Regions from separate parts of the Bombyx mori genome. Here region 2 is linked to region 1. A link is a contact called in public Hi-C data. All regions are on one chromosome and are shown on one strand. The core of a region is the stretch at or near the end of the contact, and the rest is flanking DNA. Distances in the headings are between cores, read along the strand shown. Region 1 overlaps LOC101736234 (ATP-binding cassette sub-family C member 4). Region 2 holds the start of LOC101736234 (ATP-binding cassette sub-family C member 4).

Region 1 (2,593 bases), core at 59-2,558:
AGTTAGAATAGTGTTCATTGGAGGCATCGAACTGTTTCATTATTCAAATCGAAACACGTTGTTTGGTGACAGAAATAGGGAGGTGACCCGAGCATGTGAAATGTATTTCCTGACTAAAAAAAAACCATATATGTCAGTCAGAAGAAGAAGACATGGGTGGAGTGTGTGAATGACGATATGAGAGAGAGAGGAGTGAGTGTTGAGATGACGGCTGATAGAAGAGAATGGAAGAGAAAAATTAGCTGTGCCGACCCCACCTAGTGGGATAAGGTGGAGAAAAAGAAGATATAGGTCACTCACCTTGCGGAAAGAACACGGTCATGGACTGCCTCAATATACTGTAGAAGCTCGTTATAACGAACACTTGTTTGGCGGTGATCACATTGTTCACCAGCACGTACGCCAGTATCGAACAGAATAAGCAACTGCGCGTCGTGAACATTATGAACGAAGTGAGCACTCCTCGGATATAAGACGTCGCTCGGATTTGTTTTATTTCGTGTCTGAAATCAAAATAAGACTATTAACAGATTACGTATTAACTGTAACTTATATATATAGGTGACCTTTTCCCCTCTACCGTATTGTTAGTAGCTAAAGGGACAATGCGAACTGACTTTTTATTGCTTAGGTGAACGGACGAGTTCACGGCCCACCTGGTGTCAAGTAGTTACCGAAGCCCATAGACATCTACAACGTAAATGCGCCACCCACCTCGAGATATAAATTCTAAGGTCTCAGTATAGTTACAACGGCTGCCGCACTCTTCAAACCGAAACGCATTACTGTTTCACGGCAGAAATAGGCAGGGCGGTGATATCTGCGGACTCACAAGAGGTCCTTCCACCAGTAATAAGTAACCACCAGTAAGGCCTCGGACGAAATGGGTGACAGTGAATTAAAAGAATAAAAATTGAGCTATGCAGACATAAACATATAACATAAAAAAATTATGACGAAAAAATATCATCTATTATATTATTATTATTATACATAAGATAAACCAAAAAAAAACTAACATATATAGATACATACACAACACTTGGTACTGAACGGTATTTAATGTGGTGTTTGATTTTAAGATACCTACTCATAGTGGTAAATTTAAAAATAAATAAAAATAAAATACATCAGGATAGGTCGTGCGTACAAAATTTTCTTTGGGTAATTAGTAGTTACAGGGCGTCTTTCTGTTTGAATGAATGGTAGGAATGCATTACAATAAAATTGAGACTTCGACCTCATGACTCACGAGTGGGCGGCCGTATACACGTTGGAATGTCTATTGCCTGTAGTAACCTGACACCGCTTGGGCTGTGAGCTCGCCTGTCCATTTAGATAAATGATAATATTTAACTGTTGTGCTAAATACAAACTCCAGTTATTTCCCTTCACTTTCCCCATGCTTCCCCTTCACTTTTCTTTTATGTTTTAGTATCTTTAGTTTTAGTCTCATGATTTAAAAAAAAAAATATTTGCATAATTTTGCTAATAAATCATAAGGGAAAATCTATAAAACAAAATTGTTGAAAACCTTACGATCATTGGTCGAACGCTAGTTTAAGCATTACAATCAACGGTTACCGCGTGCAGTGTGGTTATCTCGGAAATACACGCGTGTGTAATATTAAATACTCTGTAAACATAACGGATCGCCAGTGACGTCATCTTCTGTCGGAGGCGTTTTTACATTAAATAACGTGGGTACGGTATTAGTCGCCGATTAGTTGACGGTGGCATCGCATGTATTATGAATAATGTAATATAGCAGGAAGTATAGTCTGCGGTTCATCTGGTGTTAAGTGGTTACTGGAGCCAATAAACATCAAAAACGCGAATACTGTCACCTACCATGAGAAATGTCTTTTAAGACTCAGTTTTGTAGTACGACGGCTGCTCCATCCTTTTTTCTCTACCTTTTTTTTTATGGCTTAGATGGATGGACGACCTCACAGCCCACCTGGTGTTCAGTGGTTACTGGAGCCCATATGCATCTACGACGTAAATGCGCCACCCACTTTGAGATATCAGTTCTAGGATCTCAGTATAGTTACAACGGCTGCCCCGCCCTTCAAACCGAAACGCATTACTGCTTCACGGCAGAAATAGGCAGGGTGGTGGTACCTACCCGCGCGGACTCACAAGAGGTCCTACCACCTCTTGTGTTCCCGGTTTACCTTACCTGCGTAACGTTACCGGCGTACCTTAGGTAGGCGCGGACGGGTAGGTGAGCTCACGGGCTCAACTTGAGAGAGTTTACTAACACTAGCCCTAACAAGAGCAGTGCTTCGCAGAATCTACCACCGGATCGGAATCGCGACCCACTGAGAAGATCCGGCGAGAAACTCAGCGGGCTGTCTCTATGGGTTAGTTCGGACGGTGACCTTCACACTTAACGCATCACTGCTTCACGCCACAAATAGGCAGGGCCGTGATACTTATCTATGCGCACACAGACGCCCTACCAGCAACAAACTTTAGAAGCAGGCCTGCTCGATCCAGGCTTTGGATCTTCAAAAATCATACTACATTTTCTAAACTAAACAATCATAACTACATGCATTACACAACTATATAAGTGACCATAGTTATC
Region 2 (2,593 bases), core at 39-2,538, 40 kb after region 1:
ATGTTCAGAACAAGACATCTAAAAGTTATATGCAAGGCACAATCTGAGGACCTCAAGTACAAAAACATCAAACCGGAAATTACTTGATGTGGTAAATACTCAATAAACCGGCATTGAGATTATTAAAGCCTAGGGAGTGTCAAATACTTCAACAATAAACTCAGGAATAAAGTCAGCAAAACATAGTTAAAATAACTTTATTGTTCATTGATAAATTAAACACTCACTTCCATACTATTGACAGATCTTTATTTTTTAATTGAAATTATGTATTTAAATGTTTATTCAGTATTTCTTATTAAAATTTTGGTAAATGGAAACTCTGCTAGTAGTATCATGATTTATAGCTATGAAACTTTTTATGAAAGGGATCATAACAATATAGAATATTAATAGGGATCTTTATATGCATGCATAAAAAATAGAACGCTTCTTACCTGAGGAATGTTCATCTAAGGGCTCATACAAATCTTGCTCTTCCAATTCCTTTTTCAAACTGCTCCAAAATACTGGCAAGGTCCAACTGTTAAAAAAAGCCTTAGTGGGAGAGATTTATCTGTACAGTCTCAATACAGTATTTGTTAAATTTTAATTGGACATTAATATATCTAACTGTGGGTTATCATACTCACGTGAAAGTTAAGGCTGACAATGGATTTGCTGAAGCTCTGGGGTGAGCAGGGCGATTTTTTCTTTTGAAGGACTCCATGTTGTTCCTGTTAGGTTTTTAGAAATTTTCAAATCATATATTCTAACACATTCTTTATTATCATTCGGGTACATTTTTTTCTGTTTGACTTTATTTTAATTTCGTTTCTTTTTTTTTTAAGTGAGTAAAATATATTTAAAGGGAACACGTTGGAATATTTGATACCTTAGAATTCGATGTGAGCAGTTTGACCACCGGTGTTTTATTTGCCTCCTATTTAATAAACTGCGACATGACCCTTTCGTAACACAATATTTTTTAAATATTTACTTTAAAAGCATACAAAAACTACCCACTTTGTCACTTTGATTTCAGAAATCCCAAAAAAATTTGACGGGACACGAATCAGAATATACTGCAATTCCAAAAATAGTTAATATGATTAAAAAATCAAAGTAAATTCTAGTTTTGTTTGAGATATAACTAAGTTAACTAGATTATTTTACAAATTTCAGTAAAAATCAAATTTCAATTTTAATCACGAACAACTGCACTGCATTTGTACGTTCACAGACTAATTTTGATTTTTAAATTGTTGAAATCATGTTGAAACTTTTAACATTTTGACAGTGACGTACGGAATACGTCAAGTAGCGTTTTTGTGGATAAAGGGTATTGGTATTGGTATTACCATCATAGACCTATTTCACACTTCGGTGATTACCATAGTATTACCTATCTTGTGGTCTCTACATACTACATAGTAGGCATTCTAATAAAGATTTTTTAATAGTTTGGGGGTAATGATTTAATATTGTTTTTTAAAATCAAGTTTAAGCTTATATATAGTAGTGACTTATTTAGTGTATTAATGCTTATTTACATTTTCACAGATACTAAAATCTGCGAAAATGCACATGTGTTGGAAAATGAAATGAAATTGCTTGAAGTTGTGTCTCGGGCTTTTCCATAGAGTTTCCTGAGCATTCCCACTATTTTTCTGTAAGCCTACTTCAATTCTTTAAAAGAAATCTATTCTTATTTATTTTCTTTTTATTTATTTTTTGGAAAAAGTTGCGGAAGTTTTGAGGATGGGTCAATTAATAGTTTTGACGAGCTTTTTCGAATTTCCAATTTGCCACCTCCCATTTTTGTCACTGTAGTGTAAATGAAAAAATTTTGCTACGCTTATTCTACCTCAAGGTGATGTAGATGTCTTTCAGCGAAAACCCAAATTACATCGTAAGTTGCTATGTCATATAAAATTTAACAAAAAATGCAAGAAGCCGAATGCTATTCTAAAACAAGATTAAGCGCAAAAAAAATTAATAAGTGTAATAATGCACATAGACTTATTTATTATCATAGATTAAACATTAATACAATCAATTATACATGATTAATGAGAAAAGTGAGACTTAAAAGAATATATAAGACAAACATGAATAAGGTCATTGCCTAAAAAGTTCTATTTTGACAATTTTTGACACGTATTACATTCATGTAGGTACATCACATCTTAATCAAAATTAAATCTGGCGAAAAATGTAGCTGCTACATTACAGGGATTCGAATATTCTTTAATCTACTACCTAATTTTCAACGAAAAAATGCAGTCGATTTATTATCTACAAGTCTGACATAAGGTTATCCCAATTAAGGATGCAACATCGCTCATAATAACATCGATGTTAGGATACCGATGTTTTTAAAATTGAAACATCGATAAGAAAAATATCGATCTTTATGAACGATATATCGTTGTTTTTTTTCAATGTTTTTAGCACCATTTACAAATTACTTAACTTTTTTTCAAATTCACACCAGAGGTTTTTTAAACAAACTCAGTGTAATACGAAAAATCCAAGTACTTGCATATTTGTAATCTACTCCAATATCAATACTCAAATCTTTGGATTTGAGAGGAAGGTAAAAGTTAAAATT

Evidence for each region. Hi-C and Micro-C count contacts between places; a contact is called where the count stands out from the background.
Region 2: a Hi-C map of whole pupa shows a contact between it and region 1, with 2.2 times the contacts expected there. The contact joins the promoter of LOC101736234 here to the enhancer-like site in region 1. A contact is called at or near these places in 3 of 7 Hi-C or Micro-C datasets (midgut and whole pupa).

Annotation. Positions count from the first base shown.
Region 1 is chr15:9,926,948-9,929,540 of ASM3026992v2, forward strand. It overlaps LOC101736234 (ATP-binding cassette sub-family C member 4), which reads right to left. Exons shown (of 25, transcript XM_062672593.1): 8 at 301-503. Among protein-coding and RNA genes, the nearest start is that of LOC101736234, 40 kb to the right of the region's middle. Within about 2 kb of position 1,309, at least 6 of the 8 cell types and tissues checked have open chromatin away from gene starts, as enhancers often do.
Region 2 is chr15:9,967,385-9,969,977 of ASM3026992v2, forward strand. It overlaps LOC101736234 (ATP-binding cassette sub-family C member 4), which reads right to left and starts at 1,289. Exons shown (of 25, transcript XM_062672593.1): 1 at 875-1,289; 2 at 633-716; 3 at 438-523. The coding sequence starts at 709.